4 separate regions of the Mus musculus genome follow, and all the other regions are linked to region 4. Evidence: chromatin contacts called from public HiChIP or PLAC-seq data. All regions are on one chromosome and are shown on one strand. The core of a region is the stretch at or near the end of the contact, and the rest is flanking DNA. Distances in the headings are between cores, read along the strand shown. Region 1 has its middle 20 kb from the start of Gm36227. Region 2 overlaps Sorl1 (sortilin-related receptor, LDLR class A repeats-containing). Region 3 holds the start of 4930546K05Rik (RIKEN cDNA 4930546K05 gene). Region 4 holds the start of Mir100hg (Mir100 Mirlet7a-2 Mir125b-1 cluster host gene).

What was found. HiChIP or PLAC-seq counts read pairs in DNA pulled down with a chosen protein or histone mark.
Region 1: a contact with region 4 is called in an H3K4me3 HiChIP or PLAC-seq map of embryonic forebrain, with 7 times the contacts expected there. The contact joins the enhancer-like site here to the promoter of Mir100hg in region 4. A contact is called at or near these places in 3 of 484 Hi-C or Micro-C datasets (MC3T3-E1-derived osteoblasts, cerebellum and uterus), 12 of 115 datasets of contacts at active chromatin or transcription factors (craniofacial prominence, differentiating embryonic stem cells, embryonic basal ganglia and 8 more) and 1 of 9 other capture datasets (embryonic stem cells).
Region 2: a contact with region 4 is called in an H3K4me3 HiChIP or PLAC-seq map of embryonic hindbrain, with 7 times the contacts expected there. The contact joins the enhancer-like site here to the promoter of Mir100hg in region 4. A contact is called at or near these places in 1 of 39 promoter capture datasets (the SN4741 cell line) and 7 of 115 datasets of contacts at active chromatin or transcription factors (craniofacial prominence, embryonic basal ganglia, embryonic forebrain and 4 more).
Region 3: an H3K4me3 HiChIP or PLAC-seq map of craniofacial prominence shows a contact between it and region 4, with 5 times the contacts expected there. The contact joins the promoter of 4930546K05Rik here to the promoter of Mir100hg in region 4. A contact is called at or near these places in 2 of 115 datasets of contacts at active chromatin or transcription factors (craniofacial prominence and differentiating embryonic stem cells).

Annotation. Positions count from the first base shown.
Region 1 is chr9:41,936,453-41,941,050 of GRCm38.p6, reverse strand. No RefSeq gene overlaps it. Among named protein-coding and RNA genes, the nearest start is that of Gm36227, 20 kb to the right of the region's middle. Within about 2 kb of position 2,855, at least 59 of the 459 cell types and tissues checked have an H3K27ac peak or open chromatin away from gene starts, as enhancers often do. A contact at or near this core is called in embryonic forebrain, forebrain, neural progenitor cells and 2 more, where this site is marked.
Region 2 is chr9:41,973,143-41,977,831 of GRCm38.p6, reverse strand. Sorl1 (sortilin-related receptor, LDLR class A repeats-containing) reads left to right here. Exons shown (of 48, transcript NM_011436.4): 44 at 222-396; 45 at 1,368-1,474; 46 at 3,703-3,895. Among named protein-coding and RNA genes, the nearest start is that of Gm16214, 47 kb to the left of the region's middle. Within about 2 kb of position 3,376, at least 15 of the 459 cell types and tissues checked have an H3K27ac peak or open chromatin away from gene starts, as enhancers often do.
Region 3 is chr9:42,207,037-42,211,473 of GRCm38.p6, reverse strand. It overlaps 4930546K05Rik (RIKEN cDNA 4930546K05 gene), which reads left to right and starts at 2,243. Exons shown (of 7, transcript NR_040754.1): 1 at 2,243-2,321.
Region 4 is chr9:41,373,144-41,377,866 of GRCm38.p6, reverse strand. Mir100hg (Mir100 Mirlet7a-2 Mir125b-1 cluster host gene) reads right to left here and starts at 1,341. Exons shown (of 5, transcript NR_131928.1): 1 at 1,191-1,341.

The DNA.
Region 1 (4,598 bases), core at 1,606-4,105, 560 kb before region 4:
AATGGCATATTGGTGAAGAGGCGTCAACAAAACAGTGGGAAGTTTGCTTGAGGCACAGAGCACATGATTAAAAAACAGAAAATGAAATGAAACAGAAAAACAACCATCCTAAGGTAGTGATATCTGAAGGAGCATGCAGATACTAGGCCCAGGCACCCTTCATGTGTACTAGCTCATAGTCTTTTGTCCAGACCTTTTCTAAGCCAAGTTTAGTGACCCAAAGCCATGATAATGTGTGACAGAATTGGTGTTTTCTCTAGTGGGTGCATTAAACACCCATTGGAGGATTCAGCGAGGGCCGATGCCAGAAGGTCACGAAGACCATTTGCTCTGAAGGCAGAAGAGGAGGTGGAAGGTTTCAGAGCAGGGGAGCCATAGCTGGTGCCGGGCCAAGGGTGAACTCTGGGAGAGCGAAGCAGACGAGTTGGAACTCAGTTCTCTGCACAGCAGAAGAAGAGGCCACGGGCCATTAAGTAATCAAGTGTGCTCCAGGCAGGGTTAAGCCAAGTGAGAACTTGACTTGGAAGCAGATAGCTATGTCTGAAAGGCGTAGGTTTCAGAGAGAGGGTTAGATGGGGCCCTGCGATATGGCTAGGGTTTCTAAATCAGGCATCAGTCAGCTTCATTTAGCAAAGACAACTGAGGAATGTTTTGAGCAATGCCTCTTTGTCCTTCCCTGTCCCCAGCCTGAGTCTAGTCCTGTGCCCGACACACCTGTCCTTTCAAAGCCTGAGGACATTTTCAAAACAAACCCCACAGACTCCTTGCCTTTCTTTCAAAAGCTCTCCTTTTCTCTGTGAGTGATGAAATAATTGAAGTCAGGATGTTGTTTCTCTTTCTTTTCCTCTCTTTTCTTTTCTTTTTTTTTTTATATAAGAGCCATTACAAAGGTGTGAAATATTAGACACTTACGCATCTGTGAATAAGATTGTAGGCTAAAACGTGTGAGTTCCCGTCTTAGCTAATGAACCAGAATATGGTTTTAATTTTTGAACAGCAAAAATGGTCTGGCGCTTTTTTTTTTTTGGTCATCCTGCAGAAGACTTCATATTTTAATAATTCAGTGGAGCCTAATTACTTTAATTAATCACCTTCTTTTGAGAGATGTCAGTGGGCTTCATTATATTATTGTTGTTGTAGGTACTGTGGGGAATTTTAAGAATACACACACACACACACACACACACAAACTCTTCCTTGGTCACTCACAGACACTATCTGTCCTGTTCATACCTCCTGCTTCTCTTGACACACTTTTGCCCAATGACTGCTTAACAGAGCCATCTTTGGTCATTCCATGCCTTAAAAATTGCTGTCTATAGGGAGAAAAGTAAAATGCTATTTAGAGCCAGTCAATATTTTTGCATCTTTCAGAGTCATGATGGGACCGACAATAGCTTTTATTGTACAATCAGTATAATTTGCTTCCCTTACAACAAAGCATAATTAGCTTGTAGTTCACACAGTGGCAATGCAAATGTGGCCATTTCTGAAGACTGTTGGTGAAGGCTCCCTTCCTCGCTTAAATGCAGTGTCCCAGTTTGGTCCTGGCCCAGGCTCTCTAGGCATCACTAAGCAGACCTCTTCATCTGTGTGGGATTCTGTAAGTTTTTTTTTTTTTTTTTTTTGCATGAAGGAAGGACAATGCTTTTATACAGCAGCGTTAATGACACACACATTGGATGTTTAGAGGCTGGGCGTTGGCGCTGGCTTGGAATGAACCTGTGTGGCTTAACTGCTTGTTCGACTGGCTTCAGGGCTCTTCTCCTTACTGACTGACCCTTTAGAGACTGACTGCTTCATGTCGTTCAGTCTGACCTCGGACTTGCTGGGTAGCTGAGGATGGCCTTGAACTTCAGAATCTTTCCCTCCCACCTTCCCATTGCTAGACTTCCCGGCTGGTGCACTACATCCAGTTTGTGAGGTGGTTTGAGATGGAACCCAGGCTTCACCCCTGCTTGGCAAGCACTCTACCAAGCAAGCCATATCCTTCTCTTCATGTTTAAATTCACTAAAGAGAGTTTAGGTCTTAGGATTGTCAGCCAGTTCCTCCATTAAATATAAAATAATACCCAATTCATCTACACATTGAAACATAGAGGGACTCCCTTCTTTCCTTTAAGACTCCCCTTCCTCTCCTTGGCAGCTGCATGGCTTTGAACTTCCCCTTGCAGCCTGTGGCATCTTTTCTTTGCATGTTACACCCCTGGCCCCGGTCCTGGGGGCTCTGCTCAGTTAGGACAGGACCGCTAACTCTGCCAGGGAGTTGGGTTTTATGAGAACTGAGAACAATGGTGTGTGCAGCCTGCCCCGTGCTGCACTCTATCAGACTCCTGGAGACTGCAGGAAGACTTCCATTTGAGGCTCAGGCTGCAAACTTTTATTTTGAAATGCCGGCTGTCTGAAATCAGGTTTATTCAGCTTTGACTTTGGCTTTGAACTGAGGCTCACATGGTACCTGTCACCTGAAGGGTGACAATTAGGGTCCGCACATGGAGCTACGTGAACAGAGCCTCCGCTTTGTTAGGTTGACAGAAAAAGAAGGCCTGTTTAGAAATCTTTCTTGTCTCACCTCTTCCTGTTTTCTATCCGTGCACCACCCTCTATCCTCCTAAATCTGCAGCAACAGGGGAGGACCCAGGAACAGACAAGGAGGAAAAAAAATCAATATCAAATCAATTCCTGCTATGGATCCAGAAAGACTTGTGGTCAAAAACAGTCCTGGTCCTTTTGAGTCCCTTAAAATTTTTGTATTGCATCCAGAGATGGTAATTGATTGAAACTGCCTGTGGTTTTAGGAAGTGCTCCGGTTACAAGGAAAAATCCTTTTATGTTGCTGGACGGCAGCCACAAAATCTCTGAAGTCAGGAATCTGGCAGAGGTTGAGCCTCCTCCAGGGTGTAAATAAACCAGCCTGGTCTATAACCCAATAGAAGTCAATTTATTGTGTGTGTTTCAAATCACTCAGCTCAAAGCCCTGCCCAGTTATTAAAGAAAAAGGTGTGGGATACAGCTGCAGCTCAGACAATAGGTGATGGTAAGCAGCAGTGTTTGTTAGGCCCTGTAGAACTCCCGGAGGAAAAGACGGGGCCTTGCAGGCTCAGTACACCTCTTCCTCCCTACTTGCAAAGAACTGCTCAAAATCAAGCAACCAGGCATGATTGGCACCCAGAGTCACTTACTGTGCTAGCCAGGAGCCTGGGGCTCAAAATGCTTAAGTGGGTGACCATTTTATACCGCTGGTCAGGAAACCCAGTGACATTCTTTGCTGCAGTGTTCGGCCATGTGGAAGGCATTGGAACTGGGGGTTTGGCTGGGCCAGATCTTGTTACCCACTGAGATGCCCATGGCAATGTGTGATGGGAGCCTGTTCCAATGCCTTGGGCAGATAACATGTTGAGTCCCAGTTCACACCAAGAGCCGGTTCACTTACACAGCAGAAGGTTATTTGGGGTTCACTTAGTCAAGACTAGAGGAAAAATCCCAGCGCCTGTGCACCAGCATTCCTGCCTCCAGCTTTAGCATCATTGCAGACCCCAGACGGTGTGTGGCAGCGGGTTAAGGGTGTTAAACATAGGAGGCCTTGCTTGCATCTTGCTCCAGACTGGCAATGACAATGAATTATTAGAAAAACCCAGGGTAGTCGACACAAAGCTGCCTCTTAAATGCTTATTTTTTCAGCCTTGGTCCATTGGGCACCACTGACCATCCACACCCTAAGATACTCTAAAATACCCCACCTTCACAGTATTCCACTTCATTTTAACATAGCAAAGCATTAATAGTCTGGCCGAAGTGTTCTCTCTCTCTCTCTCTCTCTCTCTCTCTCTCTCTCTCTCTCTCTCTCTCTCTCTCTCTCTCTCCTCTCTCTCTCTCTCTCTCTCTCTCTCTCTCTCTCTCCCTCCCTCCCTCCCTCCCTCCCTCTCTCTCTCTCTCTCTCTCTCCCTCCCTCCCTCCCTCCCTCCCTCCCTCCCTCTCTCTCTCTCTCTCTCTCTCTCTCTCTCTCTCTCTCTCTCCCTCCCTCCCTCCCTCCCTCCCTCCCTCCCTCCCTCCCTCCCTCCCTCCCTCCCTCCCTCCCTCCCTCTCTCTCTCTCTCTCTCTCTCTCTCTCTCTCTCTCTCTCTCTCTCTCTCTCTGTTTTTTTTTCCTGGTGGCCTCCCTCCCAACTCCATCCCCTTCCATCTCATTGGCTCCAGACAAGTACTGGGGAACCAATGAGATTCCTCTTCTTCATTCATGTCCTAGCAACAAGCCCAGTTCCAATCTTTCTCTGCCAAACTAACACCTGAAAAATTACATCATGAATAATGGCAAAAAGCAGCAAGGGCCAGAGAAGGGCTTTTTTTTTTCCCCCTTCAACTGTCTGCTGCAGAGTTCATTTAAGGTGTTTTCGTCTAGATTCTTAAAGCAACAATGTCCTAGGTTTTTGCTGATCTTTTTCAGCATACATACATACATATATATATATATATATATATATATATATATATATATATATATGCTGTTATCGAATGAAGTAACAGCTTTTGAAGCTAAATAAAAGGAAAACATTTTAATGGGGTTCACTGTATAGCCGTCCACACACACCCCTCCCAAGTC
Region 2 (4,689 bases), core at 2,127-4,626, 600 kb before region 4:
CATGCTCCCCACCATGGCGATCATGGGCTAACCTCTGAAACTGGAAATGCTTTCTTTTATAAGAGTGGCCTTGGCCATGATGTTGCTCTACAGCGATACAACCGTGACTAAAACAATGGTATTTACCTCGTGTTAAGTAGTGTTAACAATCAGTAGCTGATTTAAAGTAAAAGGGCCTTACTTCTGGCTGCTACTTAGAGCCTCCCTCTGCCTGTCTTTAGTTCTACGCCATTGCAGTGAAAGATCTGATCAGGAAGACGGACAGAAGCTACAAAGTCAGATCCCGCAACAGTACTGTGGAGTACAGCCTAAGCAAGCTGGAACCTGGAGGGAAATACCACATCATTGTCCAGCTGGGAAACATGAGCAAGGATTCCAGCATAAAAATCACCACAGGTAAGCGCTGCTACACGGTAAGCGACCGCATCGCTGCAGCCTGGGCATAGAGGAGGGTCATGGCATCTTAAGACACGCAAGCGCTCTCCTTCTCTGCCCGTGCTACAGCAGACCCAGGCAGGGATGTAGGTTTTCCTGGGCTGTGGGACTATGGCTCAGTGGGCAGAGAAAGACTCTGTATATAAATATATGTATTTATATACAATATAACATATATGATAAATATATAATATATCTTTACAAAAGACTTCGAGAAAACAGAAAATAAGAGAACACATACATCATAAGTTCATGTGTGCGTGTGTGCGCATGCAATTTGAGGACTTAAACTCAAGAGTGTCTAGAGTACTAACTGGGCAAGCACTCTCCCACTGAGCTGCATCCAACCTCTGAGTCTTTTTCACACTACCCTCCCTTAGTGTGTCTTACGAGAGGCATGCTCAAGAGAGTTAAGGAACCTGACAGCATTTCCCAGCTGACAGTGGTCCTCTTGTTGATCAGGCAGCTAGGATGGAGGGTAACAAAGCTATGGGCTAGACGGTCAGTTAGGGTCCCGTCTGATGAGTGAGTCATGAACTCAGTTGCCCCCATAGCGGCAAACAGTATCAGCGGTTGTCTCGTGGGTCCAGGCCTGGTGATGGTGTGGTGGACTGGGACCAATCTCCTTGTCCACCTCAGGGTCCTGTGTCCAGACATAACTCGTTCTCCTTGTTCCTTGCTGCCTCTGCCTGTCATCTGTTTCTGTCTGGCCTCCATTCCCAGGGGCTATAATTTTAGATACTGTCCAAGATCTCATGGTTAAAGGACTAATAACAGTGACAGCTGAGGCCACACAGAGCAGCATCCATGTTTTATCTTTGTTCTCCCAGCCCTTGGATGCTGGGAGCGATTTTAGCCATTTTTCTAGACGAGGAGACAAAGGATCTGGTACCTGCCTACTAACGGCAACTTGCTTAATCTTGCACTCTCAGTTTCGTTATCAGCACCTGATGCCTTAAAAATCATAACGGAAAACGACCACGTTCTCCTCTTTTGGAAAAGCCTAGCACTGAAGGAAAAGCAGTTCAATGAAACCAGGGTAAGTTCCTCACGCGGCCTCGGTCACTCGGAGCCCTGGCTACCGTCACTCTGCTTTAGAGATGGGTTCATGGCAGGCAGCGTGAAGAAGGAAGGAAGGAACCAGGCAGAGCAGGCGTGAGAATGTAAGGACCACATGCTGATGAGTGAGATGTTTATATTAAGCTCAAGAATGCCTGCGCTCAGCACTCACCAGCCACACACTTGTCCTCAGAAGAGAGCAGTGAGTGGGGGACCCTTGGTGCTTCCTGAAGCCGGACTGTCCTCAGCGTTAGAACCGAGTGCGCCTCCCTTTCCCGGCCCTTTGACAGCTGGGCTAAGGTTCCAGCACCAGGAAACTGAGCCACACTCTCAACCTAGCACCTACCTTGTCACGGTCTCCCCGGAGTAATTAGAAGGAACAAGAAGTACAAGAAGTACGTGAAGATACTTTGTTGGCTTGTGGGAAAAAACAAAAAACAAAAACACTTTGTTTTGCTATTGGCAGGCCAGTACTCTGTCCACCATGGGAAGGAAGGAGTTGTGAGACCCAAGTGATTTACCCAGGAGAGTAGACTCATTATTAGTGAGTCCCCTTGAAAGAAAAGTATGAGCACAGTAGGGCTGTGAGCGCAGTAAGGCTGTGAGGATCAGCTACCATCACCTGGAGGAACAGTGTGGGTGAAGAGCCCAAGGGTTTAATGCAGTGTAACGTGAGAGCCAGGCTCTCACCCTGGAAGTCCTCCCCATCTGTGAGAGTCCTCACAGCTCCCATATCTGGGATATCTACGTGGTAAATTTCCATAAGAGTAACAAATCCACCCAGAAATACTCCAGTATTGAAAAGTGTAATGAACAGTAAGGTATTCCGGCAACCATGAGCAGGAAACAAAAAAAACAGCCCCGAGCAAGCCAGTGACAGAGACATGGAGCCCTAGTGTGAGGGGCAGCTGGGGAGTACAAGTTAGTTCAAAGTTCTGGAAGGCTCTTTGGTCCTACTTATCAGAAACATTGAAACATTCACATTCCTTGACCTCGTTATTCTAAGATTTTACTCTTGAGAAAAGCAATGCATTAAAATGTGATAGAGTCTACTTCATGATAAGAGGAAGAAACATAAATGCCTAACAGGAAGTAGAGATGGCTTGTATACATTGTATCATTTTTCATTGCTTCCTTGTAACATATTTTACAAATGTTCCACACTGGATTCACACCAGATAGTAAATACTGACGACTAGCTTGTAAGAAGAGGTACAGGTGTGGGATGCCAGGCAGGTGTTGGGAAGCCCATCTTGGCATCCGGTTGCCATTACGGGAGCCTATCTGGGCAGCAGAAGCCCAGCTTTGAGTTGACAGTGCAGGTCAGGGTTCCATCTCTAATGGAGGGTGCTGGCACAGGCATAGTGAGCTCACCTCTCCTCCTCCTGGCTTAACATTAGAGACAGGTCCATGGAGTAGGAACAGAGACTGACAATGTGGTGGGCTCCAATGGGGACAGAGTTTGGCACTGGACGGTTTGGAGGGCAGCAGGGAACCTGGCCACCAGCCTGAGCCCAGCTGGCATCTGGGGCCTGGCCTGTCACTTTCCTAGCGCAACGGTCAGGGATTTCCTGAGGTGACAAGGGGAGAGATTACTTCATCCTATCCTCCTTAGAAGCATTTAAGCAGGTTGAAATGTGTTTGAGAAAGATCATCAGAAAAAAGCTTAGTGCTTCTAAGCCCGCAACCTGCTTAAGTGCTTCTGTGTCTTAAGTGCATCAGGCTGTCTGGCTCTGGGATCAGGCTAGAAAGAGCTAGAAAGCAAGGAGACAAGAAGTGAATGACAGCAGTCTTCCAACACTCTGTCGTAGGGAGGCGCCTGCCTCCCTTTCTGATTGCATGTTCCCTGGGCTTGCCTGCACCCACTGCCACCACGGGGTGTCGCTAGTCAGATCCCTTACTGCACAGCATCACTGAGATGCCCAGGCTCTTTGAGGCACAGGACACAGCAGCTGCCGCCCGAACTTTGAGTGTGTGATGGTTGAGATGGCTCTCCAGCTGCCGTACCTTGCACTTCCTCTTATGCACGTTATAAGTAGGGTAAGTCCTGTTTTCTGAGTTTAATATCACAATCACATCATCGAAAGAACTAGCAAGAAAACTGAAGTATATTAGCATTACATAAAAGCCTGCAGAAAGGTACCGCCTCTAGCTGGAGCTAGTGGCAGAAGCCATCAGGTCCCTCATTCAGTGTGTGCTTGTTTACAGGGCTATGAGATCCACATGTCTGACAGCGCTGTGAATCTCACCGCTTACCTCGGGAATACTACGGACAATTTCTTTAAAGTGTCCAACCTGAAGATGGGTCATAACTACACTTTCACGGTCCAAGCGCGGTGTCTCTTTGGTAGCCAGATCTGTGGGGAGCCCGCCGTGCTGCTGTACGATGAACTGAGCTCAGGTGAGTCTCCCTGTGACCGTCCTCTCTGGGTCCTGGTCTGAGGATGGAGAGGCATGGGATGGTTTTCCTGATAATCTTTCTAAAACACGTTTCAAGTACTGCCTGTGTGCCAGAGAAAGTCACTTAGGCGTCAATTTAGTTGGGTACTGATATGCGTCTTGAGCACCCGTGGTACTGGGATCGCAAGGTACCCCATTGAGCGGTGTTTTAGTTACTTTCTTTACTTGTTACTGTGACAAGATATGATACGAGAAGTAAGTTGAGAGTGGAAGGATTTGGCTGGCAGTTTGGGGAGATAGAGTCCATCACAGAGAAGAAAGCATGGCAGCCGGAGCCTGAGGCAGGGCCCAGGGCTCATTAGCTTTTAGGAGGCAGAAGTGGACAGTTGGTGCTTAGCTTAGCTCCTCCCTTTTCCTCCTCCATTGCATTCAAGGCCCAAGCCCATGGGGACAGTGCCACCCACATTAAAGGTGGCTCTTTCCCCTCACTTACTTCCTCTGAAAGACCCTCGCAGAAACACCCAGAAACATGTCTCAAGTCTTTCGTAGGATGGAGTTAATCCAGTCGGGATGACAAGGAAGACTGGCATCAGACCAGATGAGCAGGAGTTTTGTTGGTGGCTTTCGTCTCCGAGCCTTCAGGATGCTAACAGACCTGTAGTTCTCCATGCCCTCAGCTCACCCCGTCTTGTACTGTTAGCACTTCCTGAGAGTGGATACTTCCTTCCTCTGCCTCCCTCTGGAGAGTCATGGCAGAGTCAAGGCCCTGGGAAAGTCCTACAGAAAACAAATGGC
Region 3 (4,437 bases), core at 994-3,493, 830 kb before region 4:
AGGTCATTCGGGCCTACACGTTAATTCCAGGCCAGCTCAGTCTGTTGTGGGAAATCCTGTCTTGAAAACAAGTGTTTCTCTGAAGGTCATCAGCGCCACTGCATTCGCCTGAACTCCTTGCGATACCCACATTACTTCGAGTTAAGCTCAAATGATTATAACTCCCCAGCCCCAGAAGATGTGTTGGATTCCTAAACCAAATCTACAGTATCTCAAAATGTGACCTCATTTGGAGATATGCTCAGTACAGGTATAATTAGTTAAGGTGAAGTCATAGGCCAGCACAGCAAGTCCTTCATCCAGTAAAACTGATGTTACTCCAAGAAGGGGGAGAGGTGGACACGAGCCAGATAAACAGTGGGGAGGATGTGAAGGCAGACAGTGAGACAATGGTTAAGAGCACTGACTACTCTTCCAGAGGCCCTGAGTTCAATTCCCAGCAACCACACGGTGGCTCACAACCATCTGTCATGGGGGGTCTGATGCCCTCTCTGGTGTGTCTGAAAGACAGTGTACTCCCATTCATAAAATAATAAATGTTAAAAACAAAGCCACCACCTAGCTGGTGGTGTTTTGTTATAGCTGCCTAGGAAAGGCATACATGTGCCACATGGCTGCTTCCCTGCCGTGCATTACATTTAGGAAATCCAAAGGAGGAGGCTGGGGACCACAGCCCTACTGTGCTCTGAAATATTGATACAGCATGCAGGCCCCAAGAGCCTGCAGCTACGTTATCTCACCCCCCACCCCCACCCCCACTTCTGAGCTGCTCTCTCTCACTCCAGCTCACTCTCCTTCCCATTTGATTTGACACCAGCAGAGACTTTCTGTCTTCTTAGCTAACATCTTTCTGGAGACATAAAGAAAAGCAACTACTTCTATGTACAAGATTTGTTCTCCTCCCATCTTCAGGTTTATAGGCTGCACAGACAGGAAGCAGAAAGAAAGAAAGAAAAAAAAAAAACCAAACCAGTCAGCTAACAAGCCATCGATCACTATCCAGGATAATGGATGCTCGCTCTCTACAGTACATTTGCTTTTCGGCTGTTTATCTCCCAGCACTGCTGATCCATGCCTCTCTCTCACCTTGTGAAAATAGATACAGAGATAAACTGTTGCTTCTGGACTGAGCAAAATTAATTTGCCTACAGGGAAAATGGACCTAACACCAGGACTTCAAAGAACAAGTTAAGGTAGGCCACTAACTCACAAAGCTCAGACAAAGTCCAAATCCTCTGTTGCTAGTGCAGAAACCAGAGGCAGGTCTACAGAAAAACAAAAGAATTTCATTATAAAGTGGCAAACAGGATGCGTCTGGAAACAAGGGCCGGAGGCAGGAGAGTAGAAGCAGAAGGAGAGAGTCTGCTTCTGACTCATCTCTGTGTCTATCTTTGTAACTCGCCTCTTTTCTATCTGAAGACCTGATCTGTAACTGGCTCACAAATTCACACGTTAGTGGTCCAGCCGTCAGGCTCTGTTCCCTGAGAAGGGACTCTGATCCCATCTTGCTCTTCGGCAGTAGGTATAGGAGGGTGAAGGGAGGCCAGTAGTGGGTGGCCATGCAGAGATATGGCTGTAAGTGGTAGTGTAAGGGAAAGTGGGCCAGCCAAACAAACAGCGCCAAGTATGTGGTTCATTCAACTATGGTTCTAGAATGGTACTTTCACAAGCTGCTTGAATGAACCACATGGATGTGACAGGGGTGCCAAGAGAGGAGTGGAAAGATACCACAAAGTGACTCATTCCATGTTCTCGTTCGGTGAGATGACAAAGTCCCAGAGCTAAGAGACCTGTTTACTTAGAATCACCCTCCTGGCTGCTCAGGCCCTTGGGATAAGTTCTTTATTTGGGCAAACCTCTCAGTCTTTTAAGCAGTTAGGCTCCTGCTAACACCAAGAGCTACCATATTGGTAAGTTTTCTTGTTGCTGCAACAAAGTTACCGAAAAAGCAAGGTGAAGGGTTTCTTCTGAATAACAGTTTCAGGCAGGTCTATCACGCTGTCTATCATGCTGGAGGAACCTGGTGGTCATGGTGACCAGATTGTAGATCCAGTGTGGAAGCAGAGACAGGTGAACGCTGATGAGCAGCTAGCTAGCTCCCCACTTCTATAGGACTCCAGGAAATGGAACTGCCTGCATCTACGGGGAAACTTGCTACCTCAACCTAATCTATTACAATCCCCCCCTCCCCCGACACACCTAGAAGTGTGTTTCCATGGTGATTCTAGATCTAGTTAAGTCAACAAAACCTCTCAGCCTCAGTGCTCACTGAAAATGTGTCAAGAAGAGCCCCTAACTGGGCCCTATGACTGGAGCTGAAGGTGGGTTAGAGACAGGAAATGGTTCTTCTGACTCAAAAGATGATTGCTTCCAGGGGTAGATTAATTTCCAAATGCTTCCTAACTATGTCTTTCTAGAAACTACAGTACCTAGTATAAGCATTCAATTTATTATATAAAATGATCTGCATTCAGATCCTGGCCTCATACTAACGAGAGGTTGTTTACCTTTCTAACCCATAGCTTTCTTATCTGTGATGGGCTCTAATGCTCACCTCCCCACAGAACTGCTATGTAGTATGCTATGATTCGCATGTGCAATGTCTTCCCCAGGCCCACTTCTCTAAGCAGCAGAACTATTGTGGAAGACTGTGGAACCTTAGAGGGTGGAGCCAAACTTCAGGAAGTGAGTCACTTGGAGTGGGCCTTTGAAGGTTAGGCCTGGCTTGTTCTACCATGAGTTCTGCCTTCTAATCCTCCCGGATGTGGAGAGCCCCACCACATGCTCCCACCGACACAGACTGAGCGTTTCTTCCTTGGCTTCCCCACTGTGGGGCGCTAAAACTCTCAGGAATCCTGAGCTCAAGCAAACCTTGCCTTCCTTGGGCAGTTTCTGTCCAGTATCACAGTCACAGCAGTGCAACAGTCACTGACATGGAGAAAATGAGACCTCAGCACAGTGTCTGGCTCCACACTCACCGGTAGCTGCCTAATGGCTTCCCTGAAGCCCAGTCATTCATTTCTTCTCTGACTCTACTTTCTGAGGTAGAGAGGGTACCCCAGAACACAAATCCCCAAAGCTGACGCACAGTCGTGTTTAGAAGAAGATACCCCTCACATCAACACTAGGTTTAAGAAGAACATTTGCTTCTAAGGTTGGCTCCCTGTAACTGGAGCCACCATGAAGTCCTATCATCATGTACCACCTGTGACAATGACCTCTACAGACAAGCTATGGAGACATATATATACATATGCACATATATGCACATAAACATATACACACACATACACATACAGTTACATATAAACATATAGCCACATATACATGTATATACACATATACACATAAACATATATACACATACACACATACATATGCATATACAGTTACATATCCAAATATAGCCATATATACATATAGATGCACATGCACATATACACACCTATACAGACACATATATACACATAAACATACACACATATGTATATACATACACACATAAACACACATGCATATACACACATATACACATATATACATACATACACACATATACACATAAACATATACATACATATATACATACATATACATATTGCATAAGGCTAGGGAAGACATTTAGGAGGCTCTTGAAGGAAAATATAGGAAAGCAAAATATTATTAGCATTCTAGTAAATCAATCACAGATGGTCTTCAAAATTAATACAAAAGCAGACTGCTCATTTTCAGTGAGTGCCCACCTTTTTAAAAATAACCTGAAAGTGTCCCGAGACCACCATCCACAAGAGTGAGCAGATACCCACCAGTTCAGCTGAAATTGTAAAAGAGAAAAAGAAAGAACAGAAACGGGTCTTTATTCTTTCCCTTGTGCTTGACAACAGAGTTGATGAAATCGCAGATGATGATCTCCTGGGATGTGGACTGTGGGTCCTTCTCCATCCCTGGAAATGCAGCTGGTCCGTGTGGCTGTTCTGTACTCAGAGGAAAGCTGTGTACTCAGATCCAGGGTGCCACTGTCACCCGAAGACCCCTGAGCCACCTTCCCAATCCTGCCTCCTGTAACCAGTGGCTCTTTCCACTAGAATTCTGTTTATGGTATAATTAATGAAAGCTAATGGCCCTTGCAGATACTTTGCCAGAGAGCCCCAAATTTAAACTCACACTGCTGATTAAGATGGGCTCTTCTCGTCTACTCTTCAGTGCCCAGCTCTGTAAAGCATTTTTAAAGCTTATAGGGCCTCCGAGAGCATCCTCAGTTATTAATCTCAGCATCAGCTCATTCTCTCTCAACCAATACTCCTTTAGAAAGCACACCGAAGGCCAAGCAAGGGGAAAGAGAGCCACTCTGTGTTCTCTTTCTTTATGGAGCAGGCTTCATGCCTGCTTCCTCCTACAGGGAGAAGTCAGCTGAGAGCTGCTGGCTGCATTGCCTAG
Region 4 (4,723 bases), core at 92-2,591:
GTTCTTTGTCTCAGTGGCTCCTAAGAAAGAGGCAAGGGAGACTGAGCAGAGAAGAAAAGCAATAGAAAATGTTCAGCTGCAGAAAAGCATCCGGGGAGGTTCATTCTTCTCCACAGAGGAAAACACTTCAAGATTTACAGGCAGTCTGGATTTTGGCTAACATTGGGTTTGTTTGTTTGAGGGGGAGGGTGTGTGTGTGTGTGTGTGTGTGTGTGTGTGTGTGTGTGTGTGTGTGTGTGTGTGTGTGTTGTGGTGTTTGGTTGCTCGTGGAGAATAACAGCTTATGTTGGGCATGTCTGTATTCTGTATTGGTTAGTACTGAATGCATTCTGAGCTTACTCACCGTCTGAAATAAAATAAATAATTTTTTTTTATTTCGTTTTACAAAAACCTCCACATAACCTTTGGAAAAACAATGCACTGCCTTGGGTGGCCAAGGACACAGAAATACTGCTACTCTGAAACTCTGTGTGTGTGTGTGTGTGTGTGTGAGAGAGAGAGAGAGAGAGAGAGAGAGAGAGAGAGACTAGGTAACAATCGCTCTCCCTCACTTTCCGGTTTCCAGAGGAATGGTGTGCTCTGGAGCCCTTCATATGTGTGCTTTGTGCCTCTCCTTTCTCCTACATGGGAAATGGGATTTCTTTCATTAGTCCCTCTTGTTAGAATTAAAATCATTTTAAATGAGACACAAAGTATCTTGACGCTCTCTGACTCTGTAAAGGAGACAGTAGTCTCACCTGGAGACCCCCTTTTCTCAGCCAGGCTGGAGCAGGAGCACAGGCTGTCCTCTGGGGTCTTTCTCATCTCCCTTTTGAGATTATTATTCTAAAGAGCCATTTCTGTGTCCTCTCCTCTCGGGTACAATAGCTCAACAACCGTTTCAGTGTGTGAGGTAGCCCCAGAAGCTAAGACATTTGGAGCTGACATTCAAAAGAGAGACCCCCAAAACAACAAATCATTAAAAAAACAACAAAAAAAAAAACCCTGTTTACAGAGACAGGGAATGCGAGTCTAGCAAAGCTTTCCTAATGAGAGGAAGTGTTACAAATCCTGAGAGAGATTCAAATCAGAATAGATCGAGGATAGAGAGGGGCTAGGAAAACCCCTCAACCCCTGGGCACTTAGAAAAAAACCTAACAAGGTTGAGGAGAAGAAAGGAAATGTGCAAAATAGCCAGCGAGGTGACCCACCGTCCTGCGTGCGCCTTGACTCTTGCCGAGGGGAGTAACAGCCACAGCAGTGACATCGGAGTTCTAGCGGGTCAGGTGCCACCTCTGCCCAGCGCTCTCGCCCTCCCCGGCAGGATAGAAAACCATGCTCGAGACAGAGAAGGAGCAAACAGGCGCCACCGCCAAGTCACGGACCCCCATCAGCACCGGCTGGTCTCTGAAAGCCTTGGATCAAGGGTCCCATTCAAAGGCAACGAGGAAGCAGACAGTGGCAAATCAGACCCTGGCGGGCCTTCTGGAATAATTTAACTCCTCGCTCCAGCATTTAGATGGGGATAGCAAGAAACACAGGCGAGAGCTCCTTCACACCGAGGCGCGAGCATATGCCTGCATCTCGGTGGATGTATTTTTAGACACGCTGTCATGGGCAAGGCAGCCTGCGACAGCTTTTGCTTCCCAATGTGGGTGCCGCCTTCTCTGCAGCCTGAAAGCAGCTGAGAGAGCCCAGGGTAGCCATACACATCTCTCAGCAAGCCAAAGGTCAGGCAGGAGAAGAGCACACCCACCCCCAACCATAAGCCATTGTCCCTGTGCTCAGAAAGCAGTCGAAACATTTTCAAGATGTGTTCTAGAAGGAGGGTCATGTGCTGTGGCCGTGTGTGCACTTCCTGTCTTTGCAGGCTGAAAGCATTAGCAGGATTCAGACACACCTTGGGGAAGAAAATTCTAGCATAGGCCCGCCCAGAAGAATAAAAACATTAGGCTGGACATGTGTTATTAATAACACATACTAAACTTTTCAATGCATCCAAACCATATTATTCTAGAAAAAAAAAAATAAAGATGAGTGACCCTTTGTGGTAGATTTAAATGTGCTGTGAAAATCTGGGTATCTAGCCTGAAATTTTTAAATAATAAACTCTCATCTCATTAAAATACAATAAACTACTACACAAATACCTGGGCATTACTTTGTGAACCAAAGCAACCAAGTCTAGTGTGTTCTAATCTGATCTGGAGATTTTTGCCCCCAATGACATATTTTAGAAGACCCCCTTAAATTTTTCATATTAACGTACTTATGAAATATGTATGCAGACATACCTGATGTATGTAAAAATTCTCAAGTTAATTTGAATTTATGGGAAAAAAATCTTTTGGAAGAGTAGGTTAAGCAATCAACATAGCAAGATAACCATAAACAAAATCTCTAACTACATACCAGTGTCTCTGGGGTTTCATATATTCTGAGAATGGGGAGTGGAAATAAGCCAAAGCAACCTTGTAACATGCAACATTGTAAATAAAACTGCTTAAGACATGAGCAAAATGTCTGCCTTCCACATTGGGGAGTCTCTCTTTTCCTCTCTGCCATATGTAGGTAATCTACGAAAGAGAGCTGTCCAAAATGGGTTAACTCCCAACTCCTAGAAAGCCCACAGACACACACTCTGAGTTCTCCTCTTCCTTTAAGGGCAGAGACAGTGTACGATTTCACATTGTAAATCTCACAAGGCCTGAATAAAGCTCTCACAAGAACTGACAAAGAAAGAATAATTCACGTCAGACCAAAATGCTCCTTTCAGACAGATCTGGACCCAAAGGCAGGGAGAATCCAGAGTTCAACTCCCCATCACACTTCCCGAGTCTTTCAATTAATGGCACTGCAATCAGATCGATAGAATGTAATAAGAAAAGAGCTCTGCATTTTCTGCAGCTATTAATTCGCTGACTAACTTCAGCAGTAAAACGTGACTGGAAAGGAAAACCACTTAGGAAGATGGATTCTCTAAGCATGCCAGGCAACCATTCCCCGGCCCAAAAATGAGCCCTGTAGCTTTCTTTGCCCTTCCAGCCACTGTTGTGAGGATCGAGCAAGTGAGGAGATGGTGCTATCAAGGCTGAGCCTCGCCTTCCTGTCACAAGACACTGCAATATTCTAACACCACGGATCTGAACAAATGCATCTTTGCTTGGGATTTTGGTACAAAGAATCCTGACGTGCTGGTTGCAGCATGGGCGGGTTGGGGAGGGGCAGCCATTGTTCTCTGCCCAGGAAGGCAGTCCCGAGCCACCAAAACCCTGATCTTGGTTTTCAGTGACAGTCTGAACAGAGGAAAGGCTAGAGCAATGTCAGACTAGCAAAGATACTCTCTGAGCTCTACCACAAGCCAGATTATCACAGTGAAGGACATGCCAGGGCAACACTGCCTGCCTAAACAATTTTGTCACCAGAGACTGGCCTGAGAGCAAAGCTGGTGTTCCCTGTGGCAGGGCACAGAAGGGCTGGTCTAAAGTGCTCCTTGCCCTGCCTTTCTGGAGCTTGAAAAATATTCAAAATATTCAGAAATTCACAAAAAGCACAAGAACGAGCACCCTAAACGTCAATTCAACACCAGGTAGTCAGCCCTAAAGGCATAGACACACAAGCAACGTCAAATGGACTCAGCAGATTGTTTGTATTTATGTGTTTATGTGAATGAGTGCTCACACTGGTAATAATATTAAGAAAAAGAAGGTATGGATCTGAGAGAGACTGAGGGCAGTGTGGCAGGAGTTGAAGAGAGAAGAGAGAAGGAGAAATCATGTAATTGTATTTGATTATTAAAAATGATATACCCTTTAAAAGGGGAGGGGAGTATAGTCTAACTTTATTAAGTGTTAGATGAGATAGCATGCATAGAAAAGTCTATAAACTGTTCACCCCTATAACTGATCTTATTATCTTTGACACGAACTGGTACACTTTTTAAAATAGAGCATGAAATTCAGTGGGAAAACATTTGCATAAAGGAGTGGATGCTGTGACCCAGGTCTAGTGGCGTATTTCAAAGCCATAAAGCAACAGCAGCCATTTCTACTGGGAAAGATGGAACTGCTAAATCCATCTTCCTAGTGGTCCCAATCTTAGTACTACTGATGTCTTCCGAGGGTAGAAAATCCTAAAAACTTAAAATACTAAGAGGAGATTGCAAGAAATGTAACAAAGTGTCATAAACTATTACCTATGTTCCCAGAGGAAAGGAGCTACTCAGTAAATAGTTAACATAAGTTACTTAGGTGGCTTATGTAGGGAAAACATTTTTTGCAGTCTAAAATCTTAGAGTCTAAAGAAGACAAATTCTAAATCGGGAGATGATTATAACGATGAATTGTTAAGTGGGGAAATGGGACGAGTTTCCTGACAATGTTTTACAGTAAGCCAGGTCAGACATCTGCAGTATGAAAAGTGTTCTTCTTCTCTTTTGCAAATGTATTCATGTGGTGTATGTGCGTGTGGGTGCATACATATATGCATGTCAGTGCATGTTCACATGAGATGAGTGGGGATGGAGGAGCAAGGTTGACGGTGGGTATCTTTCTAGATTGTTCTCCATCTTCTACAGGGAGGTAGGGTCTCCCACAGGGCCTTGAGCTCACTGATTTGGCTGACAAGCTATCCAGCTACCCAGGCTTGTCTCTACCTTCTGCATCCTGGGAGTACCGGCAAATTCCCACGTCTACTCAACTTTCACATAGGTATTGGGCATCCAAACTCCAGCCACATGTACAAG